2 separate regions of the Gossypium hirsutum genome follow, and region 1 is linked to region 2. The links are chromatin contacts, called in public Hi-C maps. All regions are on one chromosome and are shown on one strand. Each heading gives the region's core, a stretch centred on a gene start, on an enhancer-like site or on the middle of the called end of the contact. The rest is flanking DNA. Distances are from core to core; before and after follow the strand shown. Region 1 holds the start of LOC107962851 (pathogen-associated molecular patterns-induced protein A70). Region 2 holds the start of LOC107962858 (translation machinery-associated protein 22).

What was found. Hi-C and Micro-C count contacts between places; a contact is called where the count stands out from the background.
Region 1: a Hi-C map of leaf shows a contact between it and region 2, with 2.6 times the contacts expected there. The contact joins the promoter of LOC107962851 here to the promoter of LOC107962858 in region 2. A contact is called at or near these places in 2 of 34 Hi-C or Micro-C datasets (both in leaf).

The regions. Positions count from the first base shown.
Region 1 is chrA06:30,107,174-30,112,205 of Gossypium_hirsutum_v2.1, reverse strand. It overlaps LOC107962851 (pathogen-associated molecular patterns-induced protein A70), which reads left to right and starts at 1,301. Exons shown (of 1, transcript XM_016899394.2): 1 at 1,301-2,699. The coding sequence starts at 1,664. The coding sequence ends at 2,560.
Region 2 is chrA06:29,778,441-29,783,857 of Gossypium_hirsutum_v2.1, reverse strand. It overlaps LOC107962858 (translation machinery-associated protein 22), which reads left to right and starts at 3,974. Exons shown (of 7, transcript XM_016899411.2): 1 at 3,974-4,283; 2 at 4,728-4,823; 3 at 4,943-5,007; 4 at 5,311-5,392. The coding sequence starts at 4,136.

The DNA.
Region 1 (5,032 bases), core at 52-2,551, 330 kb before region 2:
ATTTGATTTGGTACCTAGCACTATGTGCTCTTTGGTGTGTTTTGGAGGAAGTCCCATGTATCCAAGTCATTTCCTTATATTATTATGGGCCATTTGAATAAAAATATTGATAATAAGATGTTCTTATGATTATAAAATTTAAATGTACTCTAAAGTATATTTTTTTAAAGGATTAACAAGTTAAAAGGCTATGTTTTTATGATAAGGTCATCCTGTAGCCATAAGACATGAAATTGTGCTTAAAAATTATGTATTGGTATACCCCTAATAAGGAAACAAATGAGGGAAGATATGCCTTACATAAAGAATTTATAGCCATAAGTGGAACACACATGTGAATAAACTAGAAAGTTAAGTTAAAAAGGCTATGAACTTAGATTGAACAATATTGGTAACCTTGATAATAATCTTGAACATGAATTCTCAATACGAATTGTTAAAGAACCAATAACCAGTAAATTGAACTCTATAATCAGTAATCAAAACCGAATCTGTTAAAATGGCTTAGTATGATGGAAATGAACTTGAAAAATTCTTAATAAGGGACTTAACATTTATATTAGTATAAGATAAATAAGCTTATCCTTGATTACATACTAAGTTGTTAGGCTCATGCATTAGTGGTTTAAAACGCGCCAATGAGAAGTATAAGATTTGAATTTCACATCACCTTTCATTGAAGTTGTAATGTATTTATATTAATTGTTATTGCATAAGGACTTTGACATGTACATAAAGACTTAATTTGAATATGATATTTATAAAAAAAATAGTTGAAATTCAAGTTATTTTGATGTTATTAATTAAGTTTTATTTCGTTATGTTACTTGAATGAGTTTATGCCATGTATTTAAGTTTAAATGAAGTTTGAAATTAATTTATGATGAGGTTTAAATGCATTTATGTTTTTTTTAAAACTTGATTAATTTGATTTAAAGAATATTAATATAAAATAAAATAAACATTTTCATAAAAGGAAAAGAAAGTTAAACTTAAAAATATTATAATAACATCTATCATTGTATTGATGGTGAAAACGAGCGAAAAATATTACGAAAATAGAATTTGATACATAAAATAATAGCTAGATTGACAAAAATTCTTGATTGATAGTAATTATTAAAAATTTTGAGCTATACATTAAAAATGTATAGTACAATTAATCCTTAAAAAAGTTTATGAAAGTAAAACATAACACTTAACATCAAATACCATTATATCAAAACCCTAAATGCGATACACTGTCAGCCACTCAGCCCTCCTTTAATGAAAGATAGCCCTACACCCTCATATTTGCTCTGGCTTCCATAAAAGCCAAGCCAATCTCTCCCTTCTCTTTTGTCTGTTTCTCACAAAATCTATTCACTCTCCCCAGCACATGCCTTTTCAAAATCTTCACACTAAAAACTTTAAAAAATTATATATATATATATAACCCTTTCTTTATTATACATCAACACAAAAAATGGAGATCTTGACAAGTATCCAAACTCAAATATCCTAGAGAAAATCCCCCATAAAAATTTCATAAACAGTTGGCCCGCCCTTAAACACAACCCTCCACCACTTTACCTTCCACCATTTCTTTTCCCATTACCCCTTGTCTTTCTCTTCTCATTTTAGTCCCTAACCAGACACATCCAAAGCCACGTTGGAAGAACCAATGTCAACAGTACCATATTCCCTATGGTCTTCCATTTTAAGCTGGTTTACCCCAACTGTGTTCTTTGTCTTCCTTAACCTTACAATAGGTACCATCTATTTCACTTCCACTTTGAGTTCCAGCAAGCCTAGTAGTGACGCACAAAGGCAGTACCACCCAGATGATGAAACAAACCCAAAGTTTGTTAGATCTCCATCTATGTTGCAGAGGCTGAAATCTATCAACTTGTCTGCTTACAGATCTCAAGAACCTGTTGTTGCTAGTGCTACCACTGCCTATGAAAGTGTCTCTGATGTGGGTGATTTCCATTTCTCTTTTCAACAACAAACCCCTCAACAACAGCGCCAGCCTTCCTTTGAGAGATCCCCTTCTGTTTTGCAAAGGCTAAAGTCCATTAACCTCTACGGTTACTTCTCCCCAGAGCAGACCAAAAGCCATGAGAGTTACCCCCATTATCCTCCAGAGGTAGCTCAGGGTGAGGGACATGATGAAAAGGTGCAAGAGCCTGAAAAACAAGATGAAAGGGAGGGAACCCAAGGTGAAGGAAAAACGCTTGATGAAGTATACAGTCAACTGAAGGAGGGAAATCATGTTGCGAGGACCAAATCTGATACTAAACCAGCATCTGGTGAGGTACCAACTAAGCTTCCGAGGAAGATGAAGAAATCTGCAAGTGTAAAGTCTGCTTTTCAACATTTCGAGGAAGGAGATATCGTGGAAAATCGACGGCCGGCCACCGTGAGAGAAGGGAAAGAGAAAGCTACGGAGGAAGAAGACGATGAGGTGGATGCCAAAGCTGATGATTTCATCAACAAGTTCAAGCACCAGCTGAAACTGCAAAAGCTTGATTCCATCATTAGGTACAAGGAGATGATCAATAGAGGGAGTGGTAGGTGAAAAGCTTTACATTTTCAATCTTTTTTTTTGGGGGGGGGTTAATTTCAGGGTTTAATTATTGGTGTAGATCTACTACTGGTATTGTTTACATCTGTTGGAACTTTGTGTTCAGGAAAAAAAATATGGCACTTTCATTTCATTTTCTGGTTTTTTTATTTTTTATTTTAAGTTTCCTTTGAATGGGGTTTATCAGTTGTGTTATTTGGTTGTTCTCTAGGCATTTATATCCATTAATGTCCCAATTAGTACTGTTTCCTGGTTCATGAATCATATGATTGTCACCATTGCCATTACTAGCATTAGTTTTTAGCTGTTATCTACTAAGAGTTAAAGTGGGTACAAGAAAAATGTTGTAGAAGGGCATGCCATGCAATGGACCCTTAGTTGTTTTTTCAGACAAGACTGTGGAAACCTGTAGGTTCCAAGTCTGGAAGTGGAGAAAAACTGTGTAAAGAGGGTATTGGCCTGTTTTACAGGAGGAGAGGGCAGGCCATGCTTACAAAGACCCCACGTTTTGTTTTGGATTGAAAGGGACAGAACAGAAGAGGAACGATGGTGGGATTGAAATTGAAGGGAGAGATGGGGTAATTTGGTACAAATATATATGAATTTATTTACTGAGTATTAGGTACATTAATCTTATATTTTTATTTTATAAGTAGTGGCGAAGTCTGAATTTAAGTGTAATTGTTTAAATTAAATTGTATATTTTTATAATTTTTAAAAGATAAAATTAAATTTTTATTATTTTTAGAGAGATTAAAATATAATTTTATTTTTATTAATTTAAATTTTTATAAGTTTTAAAGGGAGTTAAAAAAATTTTAATTTTAGAGATGGCCGGGACTATACCCGCGCCTGGCTAGGATAAAATATTTTATATAATATTTGTTTATTTTTAATATCATTTGTGGAGTTTAAAAATTTTAATGTGTGAAATATTTTTTATTAGATTTGTCAAATATTTTCCTTTTAAATTTGTTTGTCCACATAAAATGGCGATCTCCATCTGTCGCACTGTCAGGTGCTTGGCTGTGATGCACGTGGGAGATTATGTTTGGCTACTATGCATTTACACCCAAATTTAATGTGCATGTAAATGATGTATGGGGGATAGTAAGAGTTTGGAGTTGCCATTCCCGCCTATCAATTTGACGTTTGATGGAGTGAAATTTAACAGGTAATTGAATTGAAATAAAATTTGAATTAATTTAAATAAAATTATTTGAGGTAAATTAAAAAAATATCTTGAATTAATTTTTTGTTATAATATAATTAATTTTATGGAGAATATAAATTTAAAATTATATATATTTGAAATTATTTTCAAAGTAAAATAAAAAATAAAATAAAATACTTTAATATGATAAATTTAATTTATAAATTAAATTATTTAGGTCCCAAAAATTATTATTTTAGAAAATTATTATTTTTTATATATTTGTTAGATTTTTTAAAAAAAATTATAATTTTATAAATAATTTGAATTTCAAAATTATTTTAAGTTTCTTTTTTTTGTATTTTTTTTTGTTGAGAGAGCAATTTTTTCATTTTTAAAAATTGACAAGGACTTAATGAGTATTTATATTAAACGATTATTCGAAATATTTGAGTTGCTCAATTTGTAAAATTTAATTCAACTCTAACTTGAAACTCGAACTACTTATTCAAGTTGAATTGAATAACTCAATTCGATTAATTCAAAATTTAATTTTTTTTCGGTTTTTTTGAATCGAATCAAGTTTTGCTCACCTTCAGTTGAATTTATGTTTGTTTATTGGGATAATAATTTAATTAGCTCTCTATTTAACTTTTCGTTTTTTAAATTTATATTTTTATCAAATTACCTTAAAATGGATAAAAAAGTTAATATTTTTTAATTTTATTGATGTGGCATATACGTGGATTGCCATACAGATGATATATTAGCATTTAATTAATTTTTAAAAATTTTAAAAATTTAAAAGAATATTTTAAAAAAATTAAAAGTTATTAGAAAAGTATAAACAATATATAAAAAATATAATTTTTAAATTTTTAAAAATTAATTAAATACCAATGTGTCATTCAAGTGGCAACCCACATATATGTCACAATAGTAAAATTAATAACACTAATTTTTCATCCATGTTAAGGTGATTTGAGCTAAAATAGGTAAAAGATTAAATGAAAAACTAAAATGAATTTTTGTTTTTTTAAATAAAGTTGGAGGGAGAACAAAGTCATTATACCTTGTTTATTTAATTTTTATATTTTTTTATGTCAATTTAATTTTTATATTTTAATTTGATATTTTGTATTTTTTTAATATCAATAATTATTTTAAATGGTTGAAAATTATTTTTAAAGTATTTTAAAAAACACGTCATCATGTTAGTTAAAAAAAGTGTTTGGGAAAAAATATATAAATAAAATTTGAATTTCAAATTTGAGCATATTAAAAGGACTAAAATTAGAATTTCACCAAATGCG
Region 2 (5,417 bases), core at 2,725-5,224:
TAATAATAATAATAATATAAAACCATACTAATAATTAATAATAATAATAATAATAATATCTTAGATTTTTTTTAATGCATATGGCGCCTAATCTTTTGTAAATGGTTTAATTACCATTTTAATCCTTTTTATTTTCTGTTACTTTAGAATTAAACTTTTACCCCTTATTCAATTTAGTTCTTTTTACTAATTTCTCTAAATTAAGCTAAATTCACTTAATTAAAACCTAATTAGACACGCTACTAAACTCATAAATATTTCTAATAAGTATTTTCGAACTTATTTCACTAAGGCGGAAGCCCTATAACTCACTTTTTCGGTGCCAGTGAATTTTGGGTCATTACGGAAATAATAACTTGTAATGAGTTAGGCGGGAGTAATTTGAACCAGAAGTTCAATAAGAATAACTCATTACAAGTTAACTGTTAGATGTACTTACAAACTTAATAAGAATAACCAAGTGTTATATACCATCTAATATTTTTATTTGAATCAAAGTCTTAATAGAACAATCAGTTGGAATAAAATAATAGATTGATCGGTTCCAAATATGAAAATTATTCTAGATGATCATATAATGGAGGCGGGTCCTTCAGAAGAGACCCAAGACATAACTAATAAGTAAAACTCCAGAAGAGATTCAAGTAGCTGAAACTGAATTTTAAGATAATGAAAATAAGAGATCTCGATAAGTTATGTCAATTCGAGAAAATGTAAAACCGAATAATAAAAGTGGTCAACAATGATTTTGCATGCAATATTTTTATTGAAATAATGAAATAAAAAGGATGATCCTGAATAAATCTATTGAGAAATATAGATATAGAATTAATTGATCAAAATAGAAAGACGCAACTCAAGTACAATTAAATTCGTGAAGTTTTTGGACTAGTAGTCCAAATATCTAAAGGTATAAAGCTAGTAAGGGTGCAATTGAAGTAGTTTTGCAAAAACGGAATAAAAATATAAAATATTTCGCTAAGTCCTAGCATTGATTATGAAAATATATAATATTCTTTTGTGGTGGATGCAATAACCTTTAGATATATTATTAAATTGACAATTCATAAAAGATTTAACTTGTGTCTAATGGTTATTATTACAACATTTTATGAATCATTATATAGTAAAGTTTATATTAAAATCCTTGAAGGATTTAAGATGCTAGAAGCATATTGAAATTCTTGAGAAATTGTTCATTTATCTGAATTGAAATAATTTGAATATATGTGGTAAATTTGACTTAGTGAATAGTAGTTGAAGGAGGATTATAGAATGATCCAAAATACTTGTTTGTGTTTTTATAAAAGAATCATGATTAAAGTTTGTTATGATTATTGTTGAATCTCCTGAAGTGATCAAAATATATTCCCCCAAATTTCCCTTATTCATGACTTTTAAAAGAATGGTGATATAAATGATTAGCAATACATTCAAATAGTCATTTGAAAAACTAGAATTCAAGATTAAATACGTAGAATATGAGAAAGTATGCAATATTTTCATAAGGGGGAGTAAATATGCATTGTACACTTTTTCCCTTAACCGAGGTTTTGTCTAATTGGGTTTTCTTGGTAAGGTTTTTAATGAGGCAGCATATTATACGTATTATAGATTGTGTACTCTTTTTCCTTCATTAGGTTTTTATCCCACATGGTTTTTCCTAATAAGGTTTTAACGAGGCACATTATCTACCAACGGACATCCAATGGGGAGTGTTATGAATATCTTATTAAGTGGATGTTCATCATGATTAAGATAAAGTTTTAATGTACTTTAAACTCTAATAGTTATTAGAATTAGATCTCTACTTTCTTATGCCTATAAATAGAGACTCTGATGGAGCATTGTAATCATCTCATTGATTAATAAAGTATATTCTCTATTACTTTCATATTTTGTTTATTCTTTATTCTCCCCATCTTTCTTTATTTTATAACAATTATGATTTTTAATTTTTTTAATAATTCCTAAGTTCGAAGATTTTTGGGGTTTTTTCCTCAAATTTTTATGATTTTTTTGGTTTTTAAAAGATTTTTTTAATTTTTTTTTACTTTAATTGACACGGTAGAATGTCATTCGTTGATTTTACCCTTTTTAACAAAAAATATATAGGTGGGTAATGAGGTATATAGAATGAAAGTATAAGGCCAAGCTAATAAAAAAAAATAGTACAAATACCAAAGTGACAATTGAAGTATAATAGAGGGGTCAAAAGAAGAATTAAGCCAATGAAAAATGAGTGCAGTTGTTGAAACCAATGAGACAACATATTTTCCTCCTGCACCCAATATTTTAATTCTCTCACTCTCATAAAAATTCTTAGGTTTGTAAAAGATTTTAGTACTTCTTGACCCCAAAATTGAAAAATATAATTTTCAAGAATCAAGACTGAAAAATATCTCTTTAAATTTCTCTAGTGCTCATTGGTAATTAGCTTCTAACTAGGTTATAATATTCTAATTTTGAAAGTTATATTACTAGTTTATATTCATTATTTTCTTCTTCAATGAAAGATAGCAAATTGTACAAGATCATATGCTAAGCCTAACTCTTAAATTATTGTCACAAACATGTTGAGAAAGTCTAATTGAAAGTATTAAAGCTATAAGAATTCAAGTTCCTTTATTTAAATTAAATGAAGTTAATGATGATCCTAAAATCCAAAGTGAAGTTGAATGTTTAGCAAAATTTTTAAATTTGGTTGGGCATGACTATTTGGTATGGAATATTACTGGCTGTGAATTGGCTAGCAATAGTTTACAATCAAAAGATATGCGAATTGATGTAGCTATAAAACAATTAAAAAGTCTTCTTTAGTTTTTTTGAAAAATACAAGGAGGATGGATTCCAAAATGATACCAAGTGTGCTAAAGAAATAGTTATTGAAAAAGGAAACAGAACCTAAATTCCATGAAAAATACATTATTCTTAGAAATAAATGATTTGATGAGAATGTTGATAATGAAACGATAAAATCTCATCAAGGATTATTTTTTTATACATAGTATGTCAAGTAATTTTATTCTATTAGAATAATAGATTTGAAGATAATTTTGGTTTTTTGTTCAACGTATAAAAATTAAAGTGACTAGATGATGAAAATTTGATTGAATATTTTTTAAAACATGTAAGGGCAAAGTTTTGAAAGAAATTATCAAATTGTAGTTTCTGTTGAGAAAAAATTGATTAGAAGAAATGTTGATTACAATAGTTTAATACATAATTCCGCATCTCTAAAGACTAAATAATAAATTTTAAATAAAAAATAATTACTTAAATTAATTTAAGAGAACTGTTTGTTGCATTAATAGCAGAGTTGATGAACATAAAATCTAAAAGGATGATTAGACATGCGATATGCATCGCCAAATGATTTACATTGTCTAGGCAAAGGATTTAAGGCTTAACAAAAGTTGAGATATCATTAATCACACCTTTTCCGAATTGTGGACGAATTTTCCACCAATATTATAAAACTTTTTTGAAGCTCTATTTTTTAACAAATTTTTTTTTTGAATTTTTAAAAATAATTTGAAAATGTTATGATTTTTTTTAAAAAAATTAAGACTAAATAGAAAAAGATTGAGCTCCAATTATTTAAAATTAGGATCAAATTAAAATAATATATAAATATTAATGGCCAAAATTGTTATTATGTTACTTAGAAAATAGCCACGCCGTCCTTCCTTTAGGTATCTAACGTTTAAGTGACCAAAAAAACACAAATATTGAATACTTTAGTGATTAAATTATAATTTTTTATAATTAAATGATCAAAAATAAAAAGTTTTGTATAATTAAGTGACTAAAAATATAATTTATCTAATATAAACTCGGATTAGCAAAGAGGGCCTGAACCAAATCTAATAACACTGCCACATCTCGGACCAGATTCACTCACTGCCAAGCCCGAGTTAGCCCACTTAGATAGGCCTATTTCCCTAACAAGAAAGAAAGAGAGAATCGGGTTCTCTTTACATCATTGCATGATTGCGGTTGCGTCGCACTGTAACCGGGAAAAAGGAAACGAATTTTTACTTTACGAAAAGAAATCTGGGTTTTGATTATTTACATCCATTATATCCAAAACAAAGGGAAGAAGTAACAAAAAAAAAAAAGAATTGAAGAAATTATGGCAGAGAAACCACAACCAGTGAAAGTTTTATATTGTCCCATATGTTCTCTTCCAGCGGAGTACTGTGAATTCGGCCCTGATTTCGAAAAGTGTAAACCTTGGTTGATCAGCAACGCCCCTGACCTTTACCCACATCTCCTCAAAGGTTTTTTTTCCCCTCTATTTTTCTCTATATTAATTAGTTTGCATACTTGAGTTTTTTTTTTTAATTTTAATCCCATGCCTTTCTGTCTGTTTGCCGATGACAAAGATATTAAAGAAGATGAAATTTTGTTTTTTTGTGGGCTTTTTTGGGGTTTAAATTTGGTTTTTCTTGGAGATATTTTTCTGATATGAATTGATAAATGATTAAAAATTCTTTGCATTTTGCTACTAAATATACACACAAAAACATGTATGCTTAACGTCAATTGTTTTACTATGATTTTAACACCCTTCTATTTGTTTCCTTTTTCTTTTTCTTTTTTTTTTAACTTTGCCTAAACTGTAATTGGAAGGATAAGAGAAGAAAGGCACTTTTTTGCTTTTTTTTTTTTTTAATGTGAGTTTCATAGAGTAAGTTAATTAAAGATTTCTCTTTGATGTTCAGAGGCTAATGAAAAGGAGGGTGAGAAGGTTTCTGAACAGCTGCAATCAGTTGGTATTTCCTCTGCTGCTGAAGGGGCAGCATCTTCAGCTCCACCAGGTTTAAATGATCTTTATATGGAAATATAAATATATTTTATCACAAATAATTCGTTTAAAAAAGTTTTATTCATCTTTTTTTTCATTTTCACTGATCCAATGTTTGTTTTCAATTTTCAGGGAGCACAGTGTCATCTAAACAAGAAGATGTAAAACGTCTTCCTGGTGGAAAAATAAAGAAGAAAGTAAAGTTCCTTCTTTTTCAATTTTTTTCTCCTCAGGCATTATATGCTCATAATATTTATAGGGTGTTTTGAAGCTTTTGATTCCCAATGTTTAAAATTTAAATACCTTTCCATTAATTAGCTTAGGTAACCTGCAAGGATGAATGCTACAATATTTCATGGAACCAATTCTTCTGTTTCCTTTTCTTTTCTTTAATTTTTTGGTTATTGCTTGTGGATCTCTTACATACAAGGTTTGTTTATTATATGTGAGAATAACATATCTAGTCTTCCTAATTTTCCCCATTTTTTGTCAAATAAAAGGAGAAACAAGAAGTTGTCATTGAAAAGGTTGTACGTAATAGGCGCAAATGTATCACCATTGTGAAAGGATTGGATCTATTTGGTGAGTTGCATTCTCACATTTTTAT